6 separate regions of the Mus musculus genome follow, and regions 1, 2, 4, 5 and 6 are each linked to region 3. Evidence: chromatin contacts called from public HiChIP or PLAC-seq and promoter capture Hi-C data. All regions are on one chromosome and are shown on one strand. The core of a region is the stretch at or near the end of the contact, and the rest is flanking DNA. Distances in the headings are between cores, read along the strand shown.

Region 1 (3,907 bases), core at 99-2,598, 1.0 Mb before region 3:
TTTCAAGCCACCAGGATGCAGGCCCTGGAGAGCCTCCATACTTCCTGCCCACTCCAGGTTCCCAGAACTGTTACTCACACCAAGCTCGTCTCCTCATTGTCATTCCCAAGACAGAGCCTTCATCTCCCAGGGCCCATTGTTAAACTCCTACACACATGTCAACACCCAGCTCAAATGCTGCTCCCTCCAGAAAGGCCTCCCAGTATCCTACCTTCCTATTTGTTCCCACTGGACTGAGTACAGGAGGACTGGGCTGAGAACTGGGTCTTGGAGAAAGAAGGTGCCCTTTCTCTTCCCCAGGGAGAAGGGAATGGGTGAGGGGGCCACAGGATAAGAATGCCTCTAGGACCCTGTTTGAATAGGCCTCTCCATTTCACAGATGGAAAGGTCGGGGCCCCAGGAAATGAAATAGCTGGACTGGCCAGAATTCAAACAGGCCACCTGGCTACAGTCTGGGCTCTCATTGATTGATCGATGTTGGATGAGGGAGAGAGAGGGAGGGTGAATGGAACTCTACCTTGTCACTGGCTATATGACTCAGGCTGAAGTGCAAGGGCACTGGAGTGAAGTCTGAAGACACAGGCACCTGCCCTGGCCAGGAGGGAAGGCTGCGAGAGGATGATTGCCCAGGATTCCTAGAGGTTTGGGGGGGGGGGGCGGCTATCCTGAGAGGCTAGCTGTGGGTCACTCCTAGTCCTTTTTCTGTGACTCTCTGGGCCTTGGTCTAGGCCCTGTACCCTTATGGCATCGTTCCTGTGGTTAGAGCAGAGCCTACAAATAGGCTCCCACCTATATAGGGCTGGGGAAGGTGGGGTTTGAAGCCCTCTGCCTCCAAACCCTCTTTCACATCATCTCCAGCAGTCAGCTCTATGTAGAGGGGAGCCCAGCTCTGCTCCAGCTCTTAGTGCCCCGAGTCACAGGAGAGACATCTAGTTCTATTTTACTCCGTCCCCAGCATTCTTTCAGGGTGAGAAATGGTTACACACAGTGTGTTCACACACAGTGTATTCACAAACCTAACACCCAGACTCCTGCTTGCCAGAGCTCTCTCCACTCATGTAGCCTTGAACCAACTCCCCTAACATGATGGGCACTTGTCCAGTGGGGAAGCAGGTTGTGACCCACCCACTGGGCTGACTTATCCATGGGATCCCCCCATTCCTCTGAGCTTCTAGAGGCCTGCCCACCCGCGAGAAACAGAAGAAAGGACAAGACAGACAGCAAGAGGCAGACAGGAGATCGCAACAGGCAGGAGCTCACCGGCAGGATCTGGAGGTCGGGGCTGGGCTGGGCGCCACGGCAGAGCAGCGCTAACGGGCCTCCCGGGGCGCCCTGGGGGCTTTTTATCCGCCAGCCTCCCGCCCCAAGTCCGGGCCTTCCCCGGGGGAGGTCGCAGGCCCCGCCCCGGGCGCGCCTGTGTGCACGGGCAGCCCCGCCCGGCCGGCCACCAGCCAGGCGCGCAGCTCGGGACTGGGCCAAGTTGGGAAGTCCCAGGCGCTGCGGGGAGCGTGGGGGGTGACGGAGTCCCGGAGACGCATGGCGGGGGACAGCGTCGGGTGGCAAGGATCCGGTCTGCGAGTGCCTCTGCAGGCACGGTTTTCTCCTCTGTCTAATGGGCGATCGGAGCTGTGTCCCATTAACCTTATAGAACTGAGCGCCCCACAGTCTTAGGTCTGGATCCCGTGGGCTGCTTCTGCAGGGCAATGCAGGCGTTCTTTTGGGGTGAGGGCCCCGTTCAGTGGTTGGGTGATGCAGCTTAAGTAACAGTCTCTCTGTGACCTGGTCCCCAAGGTTTACTGAAGGCGGCTTGAGAGCAAAGCTCTGCTCATTATGAAGTTCAGTCCCAGGAGACAGGATTTGCTTCCCAGAGTCATAAACCTCGCAGCAGAGAACTTAAGACTTCCGGTACTTAGCCAGGATGTCCCTGGTCCTTGCCAGGTTCAGGGGATGAGGGCAGTGGAGGACAGAGGGGAATGAGAGGCTGTGGAACACAACAAATGAAGGAAGGCCTGCGGAGGGGAGTCCCCCAGCTGAAGAAGCAACCAGGCTCCAGGCCTCGGGCTTCCAGTCTTCAGCTCCTTCAGAACCTCACGTGTGAAATGAGCAGACTGTTTCCAGTATCCTCTCTAGTCTCAGAGCAGTGAGCGGCGCGTCCCCCACCTTGCCTCAGATTGACAGCTAACGGTTTCTTCATTCAGGACCCTCTGTTGATTTTTCTCCTATGTGCTAGAAAAAGGGCTAAAGTGCTAGACGCTGGCAGGGGGGTACCCAAGTCTGAAGAGGGAAGATGTGCAAATAAAGGTGACCTCAAGGCAGAGGTAATGAGGGCCAAGATGGCATGTGACAGCCAGGTCACCTTGACCATGTTGCCAGAGACCTGGGTCCACCCCTAGCTGCTCATGTCTAAGATGTCCCCCCAGTGGCCCTGCCCCACCCGACCTGGGCCCAAAACATTCCCTAGGATGAATCAACAGGAAAGAATGCTCCCAGCCTCAGGTCAGTGGCAGAGGCAGAAACCCGGCTCCTCCCCTAGGGACAATGAGGCAGCTGTGGACCAGGATACCAGGTATGCACGGGGCCTCCACCCTCTGCCCAGCCACCTCTAATGCAGAGCCAGGAGCAACATGGGAGGCTCCGCCTGCTGCCAGTCACCCACCAGGCCTGGCTGCCCAGAGCTAAAAATACCTTGGAACCCAATGAATGAATTGATGTTGGCCGGAAGTCCTTACCTTGCAAGACTGGCCAGAGGCAACGGTGGACAGCAGGTGAGGGTCTTCCTTGAAAAGTGAGGGTATTAGGCCTAAGCTTAATTCCAGTGGGATTTCCCCTTGTTCTTAAGTGCTAATTTGTGAGGGTCAAAGGGAGAACTCAGTTCATCTTCACTGCCTGAGACAGGATTTAACTAGGTCTGCAGCTTCCTCCTGCCTGACTCCCTGGCCTCACAGGACCTCAGCCCAAGGTCTGTGACCCTCTACCATACGCTTCATGGGCAAGACAGTGTCTGCCTTGCCCTGGCAGCTCTTTGACTTTGTTTATCCTGAGTATATTACAAGTCCTACAGCAGTACTCAGTAACTACTCACATTTGGAATATATGGTCTAGAAGTCACAGGTCCCCAGACTGGTCCCAGGAAGACACAGGCAAGCCACCTGTGGTCCTGTCCTTCTCTCTGTGAGTTTATAGAGTAGTGGATACATACAACCAACCAGCCGGGAAAAGCAAGTCCTTGCCAGGATCACTGTAACGGGGGTGGGGAGTGGAGTGGGGGTGGGGTGGGGGAGTGAGGGGGCTGGGGGGGAGTAGGGTGTCAGGAAACTATTGTTTTGGGTTCCATTTCCTTCAGCCCTCACTGAAAACTCTTTCACAATTTTAATAACTGACCATAAAATGGGGCAGAGAGGGGTTATACAACATGGTCAAAGCCACATAGCTGTCATCTACAGAGGGCAGTCAGCGGTGAACTGAAGCAGAAACACAGGGCGGAGAGGGTGAGGGGAGAGGCAGAGCCAGACTTCACCTAAGCAGTGCCTCATGTCTGCAATATGGTGCCAGTAAATAGCCTAGGTGGGAAACGTGAAAAGATGGTGAGTGCTGAGGTCAACGTGACAGAGGCTGGGGACACCAACACTAACCTCTGGCGTGTCTATAAAAGAGTTTCTAGATTGAGTTACTTGAAGAGCTACACTAGCTGTGGGTGGCTCTGCTCCATGGACCGAGGTCCTGGACACAATCAGGAGAAAGTGAGCTGTGCTTTGGCACCATTGCTCTGCTTCCTGCCTGTGAAGGAAACGTGACCGTGCTCCCGCAGCCTCATCTTCTCTGCCTCAATGGGCTGCTCCCCCCTCCCCCACCCCACCCCATCACACCCCCACCCCCTGCTGAAGGTACAAAGTAACTCTTCCTTTGG
Region 2 (3,471 bases), core at 542-3,041, 930 kb after region 3:
ATTTCTCAGTGACGTTGCCTGATTCCCTTGGTTTTAAATATTGTATCTGTGCCAGGGAACCCTGTATTTATGTCATTGACACACATCTGTCCTCTGAGTACCAATTCCCAAGGGAAATGGATAATTAAATATTTCTAGCTATAATGTACATCTATGATCCAAGCATTCAAGAGGCTGAGGCATTAGAATCATAAGTTCAGGCAAGCCTGGCGTGGACTACATACAAAGTAAGAACTTATCTTAATATATTTAAAATTATAACATTCATAGATATGTGTGTGTGTTGCCTGCATGTATGTCTGTGTACCACACGGGTACCTAATGCCTTCAGAGGCCAGAAGAGAGTGTTGGAGCCCCTGGAACTGGAGCTACAGATGGCTGTGAGCTACAATGTGAGCGCCCCGGGAACCCAGCGGGTGCTCTTACCAACAGAGCCATCTTTTCAGACCCTTTCCTTTTGCGGGAGGGGGCGCATGGTCTCCCGTAGCCCAGACTGGCCTCAAACTTGCTAGGTAACTGAGAATGATCGTCCTGTCTCTACTTGGCAAGTGTGAAGCCCCCACACCGCATTCATTTTAACTCTGTGATTTCCACTTCTAATGTATACTCAAGGTCTCATCCTCACGGGCCAGCGAAAGGGCTGAAAGGTAAAGAAGGACACTTAGAACTATTTGTGACCTGCTTGAGCAACCCAGTCAGGTCAGCCTCACCTATAAAAGCAGGCGATAATAGTACTTAATCTCTATTGTACTTTCCAGCTTGAAAAAAGCTTGGGGCTGTCAGTTAAGCTTGTTTCTGGGAGCTTCTAAACTCCTGAAGCTCCGCTTTATCAGTGACCAGCGAACTACACTATTTCGTCACCAGTGCCACCTGCTGGTCAGAACCATCCTGTACAGAAGCGCAGCGACCAGCAACAGCGCATTTGCCAGGCACAACTAGAAATTTCTATAAATTGTTACTTTGTTTTACATAGAAAACAGCCGGCTAAGCCGCAATGTAAACCCCGTGCTTTTAACCATTATATTAATTTAAGCAAAGCTTTCATGACGTGCTTAAACCATTGACAGAAGGACGGGAGAAATGCTTTTTTTTTTTTTTTTTTTTTTTGGTTTTTTTCGAGACAGGGTTTCTCTTTATAGCCCTGGCTGTCCTGGAACTCACTTTGTAGACCAGGCTGGCCTCGAACTCAGAAATCCGTCTGCTTCTGCCTCCCGAGTGCTGGGATTAAAGGCGTGCGCCACCACGCCCGGCTGAGAAATGCTCTTTTCATCCACTTTGCTCTGAGGCATCATTTTATAAGAAAAACCCTCGTTAGGATCAGAACAGCCAGAGCAGTGGCGGGCTGATAGGGTCGGGGAACCACTATCAGGGAGGACGACCCTTGGCAGTCCAGTCCTTAGGGAGAAGGTCAACACGGCTTCTCGCCTGCTGACTGCCATACAAGGCGCTTGACGGTCAGTTACCACTGGCCAGGGCACCGCGACAGTGTGCAGGCTGAGGGCCCGGTCAAGTCAAGGCTTGGGGGGCAGTCGGAGGCGCGCGCAGCGCTGCTGGACCTCGGCGGGGTTGGGGACACTGTGTGGCAAGGGGAGCGGGACCGGGTCCAGCTGGGGGGATTCGTACTGGTGCTCCAGAGGCGTGGCAGCCCGGGTGTGGTCAAGGCGAGCTCCCCGGCGTCCTCCCGTGGGAGGAGCGGTGCTCCGGGACCCCAGACCCGCAGGGGAAACCCACCTGTTCCGAGCGCCCAGGTCAGGGGTCACAGGCGACCGCCTGGGCCGGTCCTGTCCCAACCAAGGGCGCACCGCGCTGCGGACGGCGGCTGCCGAGGGCCAAAAGTCAATTTGCCCTGGCCACAGCTGGCGACCCACTCCCTCTGCTCGCCTAGCTGAGCTCCTCAACACTAATCTGCACCGAGAGCGATAGCGCAGAGGTTTCCCAGCAGGGCCTGCCTCACTTGCCCTGGGATTGCACAGTTCTAGCCCCCACACCAGTACATGCTAGTCTATTCTATTTGAGTCAGGCTCCTGTGTATAGAAAGGGAAAACACTAATTCAATTTATTATGTAGTTATTAAAGTGAGGGAAGCCCATGAGCTCTCAGTGTGATCTATTTAGCTAAAAAGCAATCGAGGTTGTAAATAGTAGTGGTGCACACTGGAGCCTACTAGTAGAGGGTGTCCACAAACTGATTAACGGCTGTGTGTGGAAAAAGAGACAACTGTGAACCAGGCACTTCATGGAAGATTTCAGGCACATGACATGGGCATTACTCCTTGGAGCTGAAAGAACACTAGGTGATATTTCAGCAAAAAGGGGGGCCAAAGCAGCTAATGGGCATGCTGGCATTTCCCATACAGTAAGTCAAAGAGACTGATCAAGAACAAGTACTGATAGATAAATTGTGGAATACCAATTAATTCTGCGGTTAACAGGGAATTACTGAAAATTATTGGGTCAGAGGCACTAGTGGCAATTGTATTTTGTATCTGGCAGTATGGATCCCTTTGGAGAAAAAAGAGAGGAAGGCAGGGACCCAATTACAAGAGGAATAGAGCAGCCCAGGGACCGGTGAAGAAAGTCAGGATTAATACTGGTGACTGAAGGAGAGCTGCCCTGGCTCTCCTGACTGAGAAAGGAAAGGATTCAAGACAGCCGGGGCCCAAGAGCAAGGGAGACCCGGTGTCGCTGATAACAGAGTTAAAACCTTGAGGCAGAGGAAAAGAGAATGTGAAGATATCACAGATGCTTTTCAAGTTGAGATAACTGTGGAGGTAATTGTGGCAGGTGAAGATGCCCAAGTTGGTTCAAAAGTGCCACTTGATGCATGGTGAGTTCTACCCGGGTCACCTCTGAAACTGGGGTGCCCATTATCTGATGGGCAGTTCTGAAACCAGATAGACACCCATGTGTGGCACCATCTGTGCCAGGACCATTCTTGCTACAACTAAACATTTAACTTTTTTTTTTTTTTAAGTGTCCTATCACAGGTGAGCCGGTGATGGGGGTGGAGTTGGGGAGTGAACAAGGTCTGAGCCTTAGGAACTAGAGGTGTGGATTGGCTGAGAGTGCTTGCTTGCCCTAAGGCTTGAAACCCTGGTTTTATTTCCCAGCACTAGAGAAACCAGTAGTCGTGGTGGCTTCAGGGTGGAGGGTCAAAAGTTCAAGGTCATCTTCAGGTACCCAAGCTACCCAGCAAGTTCAAGGGCACCCAGGGCTACAGGAGATTCTCTCTCTTCCTCTCTCTCTCTCTCTCTCTCTCTCTCTCACACACACACACACACACACACACACACACACAGCTGAACCTTGGAAAGTACTCCCAAATTAGGGAATAAAGCAGAAGTACCAACCACACTGATGGAGCATCACAAAAGAAATCGCACTAAAGTCCTAAGGTTCAAGTCCCAGCACCCACATTGCAGCTTCTAACTGCCTAACTCCAGTCCCAGAATATCCAACATCATTTCCTGGT
Region 3 (3,601 bases), core at 343-2,842:
TCCAGGACCAAGGGCATCAACTCCTCTCGCTGCCGCCTCGGGGTTCCGCAAGGCCGCTCTCCACGTAATCCGCATTCATGCCCTGTCTACAAGTTTCCTAGGGCGTCGTCCTCGGTCACCGCGCCGCCATCCGGCGAACCCTTCTAGTTGAGGCCGGTCTCTCCCAAACTGTGAGGTTCTACGGGGGCGGGGGGGGGGGGAGGGAGGGAGAGAGAGAGAGAGAGAGAGAGAGAGAGAGAGAGAGAGAGAGAATAAATAAAAGCAAGGGCGGCCTACTGAGGAACCCTACGTTGAAAGCGGAACTAGTTTGGTTTTCCAAGGCCTGCTGCCCACACCTTTTGCTCTTAATCTCACAATAGTGCCCCTTACCACTCAGGGGCTAGGTATGTAGGCGGGTGGATACCAGAAGGTGGTCTCCATCAGGCAGTTTTCTGAATCTGAGGCTGCATTTAGTCTCCCTGCAGAACACAACCACGGTTTCAGAAAGAGAGAAATAAGGCGTTTCAGAAAGTTGAGGCCTAGGCTCGGGCTCCCGATTCCCTTCAGAAGGCTGCCTGAGCTGCAGCCACAGCGGGGGTCCCCTCCCTTCTGAGACCAGAGCCACCCAGTGTGTGCAGTGGAACACCAGCCCGGTCAGAATCAATGCAGGCAACAAACACTGCTCTGACCTCCCACAAAGAACAAGGGTAGTTACAAGTATTGAGCTCTTTGCTTTAAGTAGACAACTGTGCTATGCTTCCGGCCTGGTTATCCTTTAAAAAACAAAAACAAAAAAACTCCAACAATAACCCTAGAAGAGGCAATTCGGCTCCTTTATATTGACCAGGAAACTGAGAACGTCCAAAACCAAATACTGACTCAGGCCAGGCTTCGAAGCATAGAGCCTCTGCACACTAACAGAACTCGGTCGTCTTGTCTTCTACAGACCTGCTCTCTGAAGCCACTTCGAGGGCTGCAAGGGCAAGTACGGTCTGGACCCTGCCCTCAGGGACTCACAATCTAAAGTGACAATCGAGCGGACACTAAGTACAGCTTTGGCACTAGATGGGAGAGTGACAAGTGACATTACTGAGCAAGTTCCGAGGAAGAGGACCTCTAGGTGAGGTGATCTGGCGGAGTTTCCTTGGAGGTATTTAAGCTTTTCCTCGGAGAACAGCTTTCCACTGTGGAAATGAGGGTGGGAAAGGCACTCCAGGTGGCGAGGACAGCTAGAGCAAAGGTGAGGTGGAATTTGACACGTCGCTCATATTTCCACAGATACAACACTCCTCTCCTTAGAAATCCGCAGTCTGGCCTCTCAGAACTGCCCCTGGTCGGGAAGGTGCAGCCAGGTGGAGCGGGAATCGGTGATTCGGACACCCGGTTTTTTGCAGCTTTTCCCACCGCGACTTGGATCTCAGGACCCTATTCTAGTCCCTGTCTATTTCTGGTAGCGCAGCAACATCCCACTGGGTGGACGCAGAGGGCGTGGCCCACATACACAAGAACCAATTGGGAAGGAGGCCAGGATGCCGACCCCGCCCCTTGACGTGACGCAGGGCCCCCGGACAGAGGCTTCACAGCCCCGGCCCCAGTCCTTGCAGTGGCTGTAACAAAACCCAGACCCCCAGGTCCCGGCCAATGGAGGGGATTTAGACTGGACCGCGTCTGTCAAAAGCTCGACTCCGCACCACCGCGGAGTCCAGAAGAAGAGCTGGAGCCACCGCACTCCCTCCCCGCCCCCGCCGGGATTTATTGAGTATTTGGACTGGACAATTAAGTGGCCCTGATGATGTTACCAAGCCCGGTCACCTCCACCCCTTTCTCAGTCAAAGACATTTTGAATCTGGAGCAGCAGCGGCACTTCCACGGAGCTCACTTGCAGGCGGAATTGGAGCAGCACTTCCACTCGGCACCCTGCATGCTGGCCACGGCTGAAGGGACGCAGTTTTCCGATGCAGGGGAGGAGGACGAGGAAGAAGAGGGAGAGAAACTGTCCTATTTGAACTCACTAGCTGCTGCCGAGGGCCATGGAGATTCGGGTCTCTGTCCTCAGAGCTATGTCCATACAGTTCTCCGAGACGCTTGCAGCGGGCCCAAGGAACAAGAAGAGGAGGTTGTGAGCGAACGGAGCCAAAGTGAGTAGAGGGGGAAGGAAACGCGTCCGCACACCTGGGGCAATGGCTCAGCGCCTATAAACCCACAAACCGTGCCTGCATGGCCACCCGCCCCTTTCACATTCGGCTAGGGTCATGCCTATGCCAGGTTCAAGGACAGCTCTGCAAAGCACAGGTACCTGAGATGGTGCTGGGGCGGGGATAAAAGAGAAAGAGAGAACAGCTCTTGCCCGGAGCAGGGACCCGGAGCAGTCCCCGAGGGAAGGAAAAGTGATTATTGCAATCCTGGTTCCTTGAGTAATGAGTGACGGGGGCCCAGAGCCTGGGTCGTAACTTGTCCGTTGTGTGTGTGTTCTCTCGCACACCCATCTTCTCAAAAAAAAAGGGGGGGGTCAGTTTTCTGCCATTTTTCTGTCTTTCTTCTAACGTGAGGTGAATTCAGCGAGGCCAGGGCAGTCACCCCGGCTGTCCCGAAAAGGCAGTGCAAGAATGTTGTGTTTGGGCCATCCTTTCGGGCAAGACTTTGAGAGACACCAGCTTACTTCGGAGCTTGCAGTTCTTACGTTCGAACTGCAAGGAGGAGAGGTGGTGGCCAATGTGTGGGAGCTCGATCCATATCAGATGACGGCAGCAAGTCACACCCAGGAGGTGAAGGCCTCTGAAAAAAAATATCGTAATGCTCGCTTTGTTTCTTATACTGCAGGCGGAGTGGAATGGTTAAAGTTCCTGAATTAGTTCTGAGTGGGATTCTGGCCATTCAGCAGATCAGAGGTGGGGCAGGCAGGAGAATCAGATAATTGAATAAGCCCATAAGGAAATGTCTGAAAGGGAAACAGGATCAAATAATCTCTTCTCCGAGTGGAGATTTGATCTGGCTGAGACCAAAATCTTTTCTCTAACAATTCTCCAGGCCTAACACAGACATGAAACTGTCTAAATCGGTCCATCCAACTGTTTTTCCTCTGTAAGGTAACATACAGATACTGTCACAGACGCGTTCTCAGTAGTTTTGAAAATTAAAAAAAAAATCAATTCTTGAGCTGCACATACGCCTTTCACTTAGATATTTCCAAAGAGAAACAATTTTTGCAATCAACCCATGCATCCAGGCCTCCAGTCCCCAATACCAACTCGTTCCACACCTTCAGGGGAGTGGAAGGCAAACGAGTTTGCAGATACGGGGTCCTGTTCCGCGGTCGCCTGAAAATTGTTATTAGCCCCTGGACCGGCACATTTAATCTATTTTCTCGCTGATGCTCAAATTTAATAAATGCGAGCTAATTACTCTCACCGAATACGCCTTCTCCCGGTGGAGGTGCTCCGCCTGACGCGGGGGGGATGGGGGGGGCGGAATTGGGCTCCAGAAACTATGAACTTTCCCCAAAACTAGCATTTACTACGGGAGTGTTTTGTGCCTCTGGGGCGCAGGGGTGGTATCCTGAGAACTAGAAAGGCTAATGTCTTGCTTCTCCCTTAGAAAGCTGTCAGTTGAAGAAGTCTCTGGA
Region 4 (3,631 bases), core at 1,077-3,576, 950 kb before region 3:
GCCAAGAAATGACACTGTCAGCTCTCTCTGAATGGCAGGCTGGTAAGTGATCTGTAGAGCTCTGCCACCTTCTGCAGTTCCCTTGCTCTGTCTGACATTCTCAAGAATGTCTCATTTCACAGACAAGGAAACTGAGGCCCAAATCCCACATCTATCAGGTGGCTGATACAGGTCTTCTTCATCGGATTCCTCCAGCATCCACCCGTTTTTGCCAGCCAGAGCCTTGGTCTGCAGTCAGAGCCTCGTGCTGAGACCAGAGCGGGACTTAGGTATGAGGACTGGGAGTTATTTGCTGAAACCTCAGGGTAAGTAAGAGACACGCTGTGGTTTTGACTCAGTGCAAACACCTTAAGGAGAGGCCTCTCTACACTGGGCCAGCACTGTAGGAGATGCTTACCTCCAGCCAATGGAGCCAATGTTCTGGAATCTTCCTTGGCGTTCACAATGATAGGTTGGTAAAGCTTTCTAGTTTCTTTTATTTTCTACATTCTCCAGGCTTTTAGGTTCAACTTGTCTCTGTTACTTGCCCAGTGTTTCAGAAGCGTAACAATGTATCAAGGAAAGGGATTGATGCTGAGGAAGCCCCTACTGTGTGTCTAACAAGCCCCTACTGTGTGTCTAACACGCTCCCTCCTTAAATCCTCCATGTGAGCCTAGCAGATAACAGAATCCAGGATCCAGAGGAGGCACAGAGTCTGGGATGTGTCCAGGGCCACACATCCAGGAAGGAGAACCAAGGTCTTGGGCTGAGTGTGACTGGTGGCTTTTCTCTGACCTGTTAGTATGAAGATCACAGGGAACATTTCTCAGGAGCCAGCAACACGGCTCAGCATGGGTGCTTTCTGTGCAAGGCTGGCTGGCTACCTTGGATCCCTGCAACCCAGATAAAGGTAATAGGAGAAAAGGCAGACTCTCCCAGCTGCCCCGAGGCCTCCACATGTGTGCTATGGGAGTGCATCCCTGTGCCCACGTCAATAATAAATGAAACAAAGCAAAACAAAAATGAAGCCAGTGACAGCTTGGGCTGGAATTTAAGCCACAATTAATTGAGCCAAAGGTAGAAACTGTCCCTAGACATGAGGGACCCTTGGGGACATTAAAATGTGCTTCTTGAATGTCAAGGATAAAGTTCTTCTAAGCTGCCGACAAATATCCATGAAAGGAATTTTAGCATTAAATAAAGTTCGACGAGTTTTTATCGATACCTTCTTAGAGCCATGTATGTGTGGGGTGGGGAAGGCCAGTAGGTAGTCCTGGCAACCTCACACTACTGAGGTAGAAGTTGTCAAGCATAACTGAGAGGCAGGGCTTCCAGAAACTTCTCTTAGAGCTCACTGACATTATTTTTAAAGGTTCTAAGAAGAATACTGGCTCAACTTTTTTCAGTCCAGACTTTTCTGAATTTTGCAATGGTCCCTCCTCTACTGCCCTCTTGCCCCTGGGGAATGTTTGCAAACATCTTTGGAATAGTCTAGGGGAGCCCCATCGGCCTGCAGGCAGCTCCACGGTGGGGGCCTGGGCTGTCAAAGCCGAAGGACACGCCCCTTTCTTTGTTCAACAGACCATGGGGCTCTGCTGCGAGGACTACAGAAGCTTCTCTTTGCTCTCTTGGTCAGAAAAGATGTTAGCTCCAGCTAGGATCTAGCTTAAAACGGGTGTCCTTCCAAATTGGGGGATTACTCAAACCTCTCAGCCTTTGAGCTAGAGGGATCCCTCGGGTCAGCAAACAAGTGTTCAGGCACGTGAGTGCCGCGTGGCTTTCGGAACACATGCAGGAGCGGGTTCCAGCAGGAGACTGATGCAGCCTGAATTGTAATCAGAGGAACACACTGGAAAACAACAGATTCGGGCCCTTTGCCTCTGGGCCGGCTTGGCAGCGTGGTGCACAGGACTCTGCTTGCCTCTGTGCTGAGCTCACCCTGCCAAGAGCCAGACTTTGTCCGAACATCCATGTGCGGGCTGAAGAGGGGAATCTGTTGACAGGACCCAGCTTCCAAGCCTGGACCTCGTGGCCATAGCTCTTCTCCAAAGTGACACGTAGCCAGGGCTGTTTACCCAGCAGAGTCAGTGCTTGGAGGCCACTTAGCTTGCCAGTGCTGTGGTAAGACGGAAATGCCTACATGGGCGTGGTGACATTTGTTTCTAGGTTGGAAAATAGCCTGGCAGTGTTCTTTGATGTCCCATGGTCCTGGACTGGCTTCAGGCCTGTCACCAGGCTTTCTGAGCCACCAGCTCTTCTGTGAGACATGCCCCCCCCCCCCCTGAGCTTAGCCTTCAGATTGGGTCATCAAGAATCTGTGGGAATCTCTGCATACCTTACCAAGTAGTCACTGTTTCTAGTCTGTCCTGAGTCACATGCATTTAAATGTCCCAGTAACGCCATGAGGGGGGAGTCCAAGGGTGCTCCTCATGTTATGTTGGGAAACTGAGCCCCAGAGAGGTGGAACTGGCTTCCAGGATTTCTGGGGTGGAGCTGGCATCTCTGCTTAGGTCTGATCTACAGAGGCCCGGCCCCAGTCACTTCATCTCTGCTTCAGAAATGGCCTCCCTCCGAGGGCCTGTTGGCGCGCTAGGGTCTCCCAGTTTCTCCTTAGGATCTTTTCTGCCAGGTGCTCCAGAGAAAGATGTGGGGAGGAGAAGTGGCCTTCTCTCTCTGGCTTGGAGGCCGCTGTCCCCTCGCTTGGGGTATCATAGAGTAGGGGCACAGAGGCTTGGAAAGGACAATTATCGAACTCACTTTGTCCTCCCAGAAGCTATGAGGGGAACAACCAAATATCTCATTTCATAGTTAGGAAACTGAGGTACAGAGAAGAATGTATGACGTTATATACTGACAAGCATCAGAGGTGAGGCCTAAACTCACAGTGGCTGGCTCTGGACATACCTGATGTACATTATGCTGTATTTTAGGTCTCAGAGGGCTGAAGATGGAAGATGTGGCCCTTTAATATGGTTCCTCGTGTTGTGGTGACCCCCCCCAACCATAAAATTATTTCTGTTGCTACTTCATAACTGTAATTTTACTACCGTGACGAATTGCAACGTAAATATCTATGTTTTCTGGTGGTCTTAGGTGACCCCCGTGAAACAGTCCATTGATCCTGAGGGGACTGAGACCCACAGGTTGAGAACCACCGCTGTAGAAGAAGCAATAAGCCCTCCCTACTCATACTATGGGAAGCCGAGTTCTATATCTACCTTTTCCTCTGCATCCAGGCCCAAGGGCAAGGTGTAAGAAGAGGAAATATTTAACTTTTTGTGTTACTCTGACCAAAAACCTGTCAAGAGGCAACCTAAGGGAGAAAGAAATTACTTTGGCTCACAGTTGTAAGGATACAGACCCAGTGCGGTGGGGAAGGCAGCTGGTCCCATTACACCACCCGCCAGGAAGCAGCTGACAGGAAGTGAGGGCAAGGCTATCAAAAATGTAAGGCTCACGGCAGCCCCTAATACTTCCTCTATCAAGACTCCACCTGAAGTGTTTCCACCATCTTCCAAAACAGCAGAGCTTGCAGGAAACCAGGTGTTCAAACACATGAGACTGTGGGGGAGATTCCACATTCAAACCACAAGGGGGAGTGTGCTGATGGGTGGTAGGGAAAAGGCACCCATTTATCTACTGGTTCCTTGG
Region 5 (3,906 bases), core at 949-3,448, 800 kb before region 3:
ACGTTCTCACCAGCAGCCAGCCCATGTATCTGGAGTTCATCTTTTCTGGCTGCTCTTCTCCTGCCTGACATCTTCTCTTTGTTGCCATGGGAGGAGGAGGAAGTGAGTCAGAGGAGGGATGCTGGAATGGGAAGATCCTGGATACAGGAGGTGGGAGATGTCAGATGGGAGGTGTGTCTTGAGTTCCAGACAGAAAACAGTCGTGTTCTAGAAACATCTCCAGTGAAGCAGGGAGTCTGGGAAAAGGAAGGGGGCTGATGCGCGTCGGTCATTGATCATTCCCAGTGAAAGTTAATGTGCTCGAGAATGGAGCTGCTCCACTGTCTCCAAATCTAATTCAAAGGTTTTCGGTTTGGTAAAACTCAGGCCCTGTTTTGCCAAACATTTTTCCCCTTAATTTCAAAGCCCCTGTGTATTTTAAGGGAAATTTAATCCACATGTTTCTGATTCATTTACACTTAACTCATCAAAATATTGTTTTGTAAGAGTCATTTGATGTCCAAGAACCCTCAGGAACCTTTTTTATGAGCTTAAAAAAAACTTCTTCTGAAAAACAGGAAGTCATGTTTTGCCAATAATAAACGAATTTGAACCCCAAAAGGCTCAATTTTGCTTCAACATCTACCAGGTTTCAGTTGGTTCTGAGTGTGGCTGAGGACCTCAGCTCCACCCCAGAAACATACATAGTTTCAGCAGAATGGCCATAAAACAGTTTCTCTGTCAACACTTGATTGCATGGAGTGGAAGGCCTGCCAGCGCTGTATAACTGGTTAACTTCAGGCGAGGACAGAGGCATTTGCTGGTGTTGGTGTGAGAACCTGACTTCTCCTAAATCAGTTTTAGGGGATCAGGCTCTGCGAGGTCGGAAAGGATCCATAATGCATGAGAGACATGAAGGTGTCCTAGTGGGTGACAAATGACTACCAGGGAGATATAAAAGGGATGTCTATGCTCTGTGGGGCACAAGGCTGATTGATCTCTAAGAACCTTCTTCAGATGAAAAACTCTGCAACAAGAAGGCTGCCATTGACATACAGGGGATACACACTGTGCAAAACTTCTTACACACAGGGGATGTTACAGACTCCCCAGAACCTCAGAAGGTTATGGAAGTACAAGCAGCCCAAGCCTCCTGTTTTAATATAGGATATTTATTTCAGACTGTTCGCCAAGGTTGATTGGTATGTAGCCAATATATCTGTTATGAGATGATTCTGTAGTTTTGTCTTCTTTGCCTACAAAGAAATTTAAGTGCATCAGCCAATAGTGCTGCTCCTAACTGGTGAGGCTGTGAGACAAGAGAGATACATGGCTTCTAGGAGCAGGTGTCTCTCCTACCGTTGTGCCTAGTTATCTGGGCACCTGATACTTTTTGCAAGGAGGAGACCTTGCAAAAGTATCCATTCCTTACATATTTGAAGGAATGAAAAAGACCTTTAACTTGGTCCTTATCATTATTGTAGTCTTCTTTCCTTTAATGAGAGGGAGAGTTTATTTTGATAGGAGCTTGGTGGAACTCCTTTCAAGAGGTTCTCTGATTGGCTTCCATAGAAGTGGGGGCATAGTTGGGGCAGGGAGAGGTTGTTGGAGGTCTCATGATAGTGAGCGGTAGAATTCTATACCATTTTATTACACTCCCCCCTCTAGCTGACATGATCGGCAAGCTCTGTAACTACAGCTCAGTGAGGAGCACCGTGTTTCATGTACTTACAAGACCTTTCTCATGCCTGCCACTGTATCAGACACAAAGAACATACACAGGACCACTGGCCCCAGGTTCAAGGTACCATCAGGATGTAAGTGAGACCTTCTCATGAAATGTCCATGAGCACTAGTGTGAGCCCTGGGAAGGGCCTCCATGGGAGCCCTCAGTGAGGACACACAAATCCTTCTCAGCACTTATATGTATTGCTGGCCTATTCCTGGACGCAGACTACTATTACAAAGGCCGCAGACTGGTGCATTTTCCAATAGGGACAGAAGGTGCCAGGAGTAATTTTTTCTCTTGAGGCTGGGGTCCACCTTTTGGGTGGCTGCCTCAGGGCCTGCCACAGACAAGGAATACAATGTTGCCTTGTGTGATGATCAGATAATTCCAGGCAAGGCCATAAAGCAGTCAGTCACTGTCAGGTAAGGGACAGAGCTTCCTGCTGAGCAAATGGGATGTTGAAAGCTTCTGGCCTGTCCCCAGGACAGCGTTCCCTCCTCTACAATAGGCACTTGTATCTACAGGGAAGACAACAGCCCCTGGCGCCCACCTCTGCTTACAGTGAGGCTTTGAAAGCATCTTATCATGAGGAATGAACAGGCTTGGCCTCTGTCTCATCAAGGCTGGAGAAGGAACATATGGTGTAATCCGACCACAGCAGCTCTTTGTGCTTCCCTCCCCTTGATCAGCCCAGATAGGCCCTGGATGGAGGTCTGACAGGAGCCAGGAGGCAGTCCTGCCCCCAGGTTTTCTCTGTAGTAAGAGAAAGAATTCTTCCTAGGGTAATCGCCTCTGCCTTAAACAGGAAGTGATGTAAGACAGAGATGGCCAGTTGGTTTTTGTTTTAGATTCAGTTTTAAAAATTTCCCCTATGGCCTGTATGTTTTAAACTTAAAAAGAAAACCTGCCAAACTTCACTAGTAATTGACTTACCTGTTTTAAAGAGAACTGTGTTGATGCCCAGTACTTCAGGCCAAAAGGAGGGTACGCTCTCAGTACCACGCTGGGTTCCGATGCTTCCAGAACCTCTTTGCCTCCAAAGGAAGTCTACATTTTACAGCCTTCTAACACTTAACATGGCTGAGGTTTCTGAAATATGGGAACTGTCCCTGAAGCTAGCGTGCTTCCCCTTGGGCACTCTTTTCCAGAGACCTAGGTGGGACACCAACCAGTCTGGACCCCGTGCTCTTGTGCCATAGATACTTATTTTCTTAGGCTCTGTGGTGGGTCAGAGCGTCACACTCAGCCTCTTGTCTTGGCTCAGGTTTACACACACACAATTTTTGTGGGCATCACATCAACTGGCACAGCCAAAGTGCCCAATAAACATCTGTTGTTTGAGGAAGAGACTGAACAAAAAGCATTGTCTGAACCCTTCCTGAGTAAATCCTAGAGACGAAAGGCTTCCTTGACAAGAAGCTATCAGTCCTCGGCAACCTGCAAAGAGAATGGTGACCACAGAGGCAGTATTCAGTTAAGACCAAGTGAACAAAGGTGGGCTCTGAAGGGTCCCAGGACCCCGGCTTTCTAAGAGGGGCTGCTATTGGGTGACCTTCTGCTCCCACCGTTTGTGGGAAAACTTACTTGTGGTGGTTTGTGCAGTGAGCATAGATTCTTAGTTTGTCTCGGATGACTCTTCCTGGCCGAGGCTTCCGCTGGAGCCCAGCTACATGCACTGCCAGGACTTTGGGGCCAATCAGACGCTTGTAAAGCAGAGAAAGCCAATAGTCCTGAGGGGAATGGAGAGGTGGAGTCAGAGAGACAACGCATGCGCACTCAGGTGTGCTGAGAAAACATGACAAACACGGGTCAGAGACTACGTCCTGCTAGGAATATAGTGTGGCTACCCTCCTAGAGCAGGCCGCTAGCTGATAATGAAGAGTCCTTTCTAACACAACCTTCCACTGACTAAGTGGGGCAGAGTTAACTGACATGGCCTCAGAGCAGCTTGTGAACAAATGAACCAAGTTCTTCTCAAACGAAATAGCCAGTTGGGGCGAGAGGCTTACATTTCCAAACTTACTTCCTGTGGCCTCATTTTCATGCTGGCTTGTGGTTTCTGTGAAGTTGGAGAATGGACATTTCTGATCCTTACGATGTCACCAATATAAGAATATAAGATATCCTTCTCCAAACACTGCCCTGGAGGAGCGTCGCAGAGATGGGGGTGAAGCTTACTCAGTAGGGGCTGAGGTCTC
Region 6 (3,811 bases), core at 580-3,079, 800 kb after region 3:
AGATGTGGGAATGGAACCAGAACCTTATTTCATTCTTTTAACATGCTGCTGATTCGCAGGTGCTGCACCCTGGAGAATGACCTGGCGCAGAACACCCACCTGGAGACTGGGTGCTGTAGAAACCTGCATCGTCTTTCCCCAAGGCAAACCAGCTTGGTCTAGTCAAGAGTTTGGAGTCAGAATAGTTGTGTGGAAATAACTGCCTTTTGTCCCTTTCTTTTCAAGGACTGCTCTGGTACAGTGTCCTCGGGGTCTGTTCCCTGCCCTGGCTGAAGAGTAGTCCACAATTGTCCCTGACTAGCACGGGATTTCCCATGCCTCTCAGGTAGGGCTGGGTTCTCTTGGGTCAGGTGGGGCCAGGATGCACAGCTTAAGCAAGCGTCTCATACAGAAAAGCTTGTTCAGAGAGAGTTGCTTCTCTGCCTCAGGTAGACCCCTCCCAGTCTCCTGCACAGGGACTCAGTATTCATGTTAAGTCCCACAAGGAACCAGAAAAAAAGGCTGGGGAAATCTGAACAGAGCAGCCACTGCCTTGGGTCAGAGGGTACCTTATTAGAGAGCAAAGAGAAATCTGAGGCACTGGCCCAAGACAAGGGGCGCTGCTCACCGAAGAGGCAGGTGTAGAGCTTGCAGGAGGGAACCAGTATGATCCCGTACAGGCCTCCCAAGTGCAGCAGGACCATGAGAATGATGTTCCTCCAGACGTACTCCAGCTTGGGCGGGGGTCCCTCCTCATCCTGATAGGTGGGGTCGTGAATATCTTCTTTCATTTCAGGACGGATGTCTTCTTCCAGGTGGAGGGGCACCGTCTTCACCTTCTCTCGTTCATTTCCGGAGGGAGGTGCAGTGATGGTGGTGGTGGTCGTGTAAGAACTGGAGATCTGCAAAGAAAAAATTCAGTCGGGGGAGGCCGATCTGTGGGGCTCTCTCTCTCTGTCTCTCTCTGTGTGTTGTGTGTGTGAGAGAGAGAGAGAGAGAGAAATAGGAAAGAAGAATGAAACATTTATAGCCTCAGTAACACACAAAGGGATCCCCGTGTAAGTTATACAAGTATCGGTAGGACGGGCTTTTCTTTAAAGCAGCGGTTCTTAACCTGTGTCTCACGCTCAGCCCCTTTGGGGGTCAAATGTCCCTTTCAGAGGGGCAGCCCAAGACCATCGGAAAACAGATATTTACATTACGATTCAAAACAGTACCAAAATTAAAGTTATGAAGTAGCAACGAAATCATTTTATGGTTGGGGGGGAGGGGGTCACCACAACATGAAAAACTGTAGTAAATAAAGGATCGCAGCATCTTGAAAATTGAGAACCGCTGCTTTAAAGCTAAAGGCACGAAAGTTGGGACTCATCTGCCCAAATTACAATCTACACCTCTCAACCAACCGGTCACGTCAGAATTCGAGAAAGCCCAGTAGTCCGGAGAACTCTCAACTTTCTCCTCCCGGGACCAGTCACCTAGCTGCGTGGCCAGTGCAAGGAGCGAGGGCCGCTTCTGGAAGCTCACCTCTTGGAGCATGTGGGCCGGCATGATGATAGTCAGTTGCTCGCCTCACTTTCCCAGTGCTGAGATCGAGCGTGGACTTCGGTTCCGGAGCCCGTTGGTGTAGGCGAGTGGCGGAACTGCGCTTGGAAACCTGCCCTCCTGACTCTCGGGATGGGTGTTCAGCCCGGTCTGGCTGTGCACAGATCTCCCTGGGCTGGGATTTTAAAGGGTAGAGCAGGCGATGGGATGACCGTGTTCAGTATTTCCTCAGCCCCCTTTTATCGGCTGCCAGCAAAGGGTAAAGAGCGCAGAGATAGCTAGCCAAGGAAGCCAGGCGTGGAGGTGAGGGAGGGAGGGAGGGAGGGAGGGAGGAAGGGAGGGAGGGAGGGAGGGAGGGAGAGAGAGAGGGCGGGACCAAGAACGGGAAAGAAAGCCAAGTAGATTCCAGAGTAGACCTTGGAGGCGCCGGGATGCTGAAGGCATCAACAGGGCGCGCTGCTCCAACCCCCTGCCTGGGGATAAATGCTAATGTGCCTCCTGTGAAGCCCGTCTTGTCATTGGCCAAAGAGAATTTGGTGCCACCTTGTCCTGCCTTTTCCATTGGCTAGGCGCAATCTGCTGTTCCCTCTGCCTCTAGCTTCTCGCTCTCTCCTCCCCTCTTTTTCTCCTTATCCTCTTTGCTGTGGGCTGATGGGTGACTTTTCTTTAAGAGCAGGATAACGTGATTCCAAGTAGGAATTGTGTGCAAGCCTAGGACTTTGGTCTGGCGCTTAGCAAATGGTTCACTGGGGAAATCGCATCGAAAGAAGTGAGGAAGACACTGGCTACCGCCACTCACAACTCGGTCTAACTTCACATCTACCCCCACTTCCAGGCACCAGCAAAGAGAAACCCCGGGAGACTGGGATATGAGGGTGCGCCCAGGGCTCTGACCCGGGAAAACAATAGTGTATCCCTTCAGCCAGCATCCGGTTGCTGCTGCGTTCTTGACAGCACACGCTGAGTTACAACTGCACTCACTCATTGGGCTCCGTCTGCCGGGGACCGCCTCTGCTGGGAGCCAGAGCCCAATCCTAGCTGCTTCTCCTCAAACGGGACGGGACGTTTGAGAGCTCCTTAGATCCTCACGTTGAGATTCCAAGAAAAGGGACTAAGGAATCAAAGGGCCTGAGTGTGCGGTGCGAATAGCAAACAGGCACTTTGCGATCCCTAAGAAGTCTCAAGAATTTCCTTTTTGTTGAACCCACACTGACCCTGAGCAGTAGGTATTCCTTGGTACTTACTGTTATTGGTTTCTTTTTAGACAAGGTCTCTGAAGCTCTGACTGTCCTGGAACTCACAGTGTAGACCAAACTGGCCTCAAGCTTCATAGATCTGTGTCTGCCTTTGAGCTGGGTCCAGCTCCTCGGTCTTTTTAAAAAGGAAGTGAAATTTAAAAGAGTTGAGGTTACCTGTGGTCACGCTTAGCCAGTGTATGGTGGAGCTAGGAATTGAGTATCAGATGAGTGGCTCAAAGGTAAAGGCAGGCCTGGCATGGTGGCGCATGCCTTTAATCCCAGCACTCAGGAGGCAGAGGCAGGCGGATTTCTGAGTTCAAGGCCAGCCTGGTCTACAAGGTGAGTTCCAGGACAGCCAGGGCTACACAAAGAAACTCTGTCTCAAAAAGCCAAATGCAGCCTGGTCTACATAGTGAGTTCTTTTCTTTTTTTCCTCTTCTCGCTTTTCTTCTGCCTGCCTGCCTGCCTGCCTGTCTGTCTGTCTGTCTGATATCAATGGCTTTGCAGCCTACTCTACATAGTTCCTTTCTTTCTTCTGAAAAAAAAATTTAAGATACGGTTTCTCTATGTAGCTCTCACTATGTTGGAATTTGCTTTGTAGTCCAGGCTGGGCTTCAAACTCAGAGGTGTGCCTGTCTCTGCCTCTCAAGTGCTGGCATAAAGGTTTGTGCCACTAAGCCCAATTTACAAAGCAAATTGTAGATCATTCAGGGTTACATAGACCTGTTTGACAATAGCAGCAGCCAGGTTCTCCTGGGAATTTCCCCTATTCCCTCATTCTGCTCTTATCCCCTAGATCTGGGGATATTACCTGGACTAAACTGTAACACACGTTTGCCAGAAAAGACAAGGGCAGACCCAAGACAGCATGCAGTATAGGAGTCCACTACCTCTCTCCAAAATCAAGCTGCTATGCTAGTGAGAAAGCTTTGGGGCCCCAGAAAACGTTGGGTAAGAGAGAGTTGATTTCAGTGTCTCTAACTGGAGTGGAGACATAGTAGGGACCGGGTTTGTCTGTAATCTTATATGACTGTAACATGGCACCCACT

Evidence for each region. Promoter capture Hi-C pulls out the DNA fragments that hold promoters and counts their contacts. HiChIP or PLAC-seq counts read pairs in DNA pulled down with a chosen protein or histone mark.
Region 1: a FOXA1 HiChIP or PLAC-seq map of pancreatic cancer cells shows a contact between it and region 3. The contact joins the promoter of Loxl4 here to the promoter of Nkx2-3 in region 3. A contact is called at or near these places in 1 of 39 promoter capture datasets (liver), 1 of 115 datasets of contacts at active chromatin or transcription factors (pancreatic cancer cells) and 2 of 9 other capture datasets (embryonic stem cells and liver).
Region 2: a promoter capture Hi-C map of hippocampal neurons shows a contact between it and region 3, with 2.9 times the contacts expected there. The contact joins the promoter of Sec31b here to the promoter of Nkx2-3 in region 3. A contact is called at or near these places in 5 of 39 promoter capture datasets (3T3-L1-derived adipocytes, cranial neural crest, hippocampal neurons and 2 more) and 1 of 9 other capture datasets (liver).
Region 4: a promoter capture Hi-C map of liver shows a contact between it and region 3, with 2.3 times the contacts expected there. The contact joins the enhancer-like site here to the promoter of Nkx2-3 in region 3. A contact is called at or near these places in 10 of 39 promoter capture datasets (the 3T3-L1 cell line, embryonic stem cells, hematopoietic stem and progenitor cells and 4 more) and 1 of 115 datasets of contacts at active chromatin or transcription factors (pancreatic cancer cells).
Region 5: a contact with region 3 is called in a promoter capture Hi-C map of trophoblast stem cells, with 5 times the contacts expected there. The contact joins the enhancer-like site here to the promoter of Nkx2-3 in region 3. A contact is called at or near these places in 14 of 39 promoter capture datasets (the 3T3-L1 cell line, 3T3-L1-derived adipocytes, the C10 cell line and 9 more), 1 of 484 Hi-C or Micro-C datasets (the G1E-ER4 cell line), 1 of 115 datasets of contacts at active chromatin or transcription factors (embryonic stem cells) and 1 of 9 other capture datasets (liver).
Region 6: a promoter capture Hi-C map of embryonic stem cells shows a contact between it and region 3, with 3 times the contacts expected there. The contact joins the promoter of Scd1 here to the promoter of Nkx2-3 in region 3. A contact is called at or near these places in 2 of 39 promoter capture datasets (both in embryonic stem cells), 2 of 484 Hi-C or Micro-C datasets (both in embryonic stem cells), 1 of 115 datasets of contacts at active chromatin or transcription factors (embryonic stem cells) and 1 of 9 other capture datasets (adipose tissue).

What each region holds. Positions count from the first base shown.
Region 1 is chr19:42,611,458-42,615,364 of GRCm38.p6, forward strand. It overlaps Loxl4 (lysyl oxidase-like 4), which reads right to left and starts at 1,349. Exons shown (of 15, transcript NM_053083.3): 1 at 1,261-1,349.
Region 2 is chr19:44,544,057-44,547,527 of GRCm38.p6, forward strand. It overlaps Sec31b (Sec31 homolog B (S. cerevisiae)), which reads right to left and starts at 1,792. Exons shown (of 26, transcript NM_001033343.1): 1 at 1,732-1,792.
Region 3 is chr19:43,610,733-43,614,333 of GRCm38.p6, forward strand. It overlaps Nkx2-3 (NK2 homeobox 3), which reads left to right and starts at 1,593. Exons shown (of 2, transcript NM_008699.2): 1 at 1,593-2,117; 2 at 3,574-3,601. The coding sequence starts at 1,769. It overlaps Gm20467 (a long non-coding RNA gene), which reads right to left and starts at 1,324. Exons shown (of 4, transcript XR_001782682.2): 1 at 1,070-1,324; 2 at 370-458; 3 at 1-178.
Region 4 is chr19:42,658,030-42,661,660 of GRCm38.p6, forward strand. No RefSeq gene overlaps it. Among named protein-coding and RNA genes, the nearest start is that of Gm25216, 40 kb to the right of the region's middle. Within about 2 kb of position 2,327, at least 109 of the 459 cell types and tissues checked have an H3K27ac peak or open chromatin away from gene starts, as enhancers often do. A contact at or near this core is called in liver, pancreatic cancer cells and trophoblast stem cells, where this site is marked.
Region 5 is chr19:42,809,588-42,813,493 of GRCm38.p6, forward strand. Hpse2 (heparanase 2) reads right to left here. Exons shown (of 12, transcript NM_001081257.2): 10 at 3,293-3,438. Among named protein-coding and RNA genes, the nearest start is that of Hps1, 32 kb to the left of the region's middle. Within about 2 kb of position 2,199, at least 22 of the 459 cell types and tissues checked have an H3K27ac peak or open chromatin away from gene starts, as enhancers often do. A contact at or near this core is called in trophoblast stem cells, where this site is marked.
Region 6 is chr19:44,405,880-44,409,690 of GRCm38.p6, forward strand. Scd1 (stearoyl-Coenzyme A desaturase 1) reads right to left here and starts at 1,830. Exons shown (of 6, transcript NM_009127.4): 1 at 1,507-1,830; 2 at 608-881. The coding sequence starts at 1,530.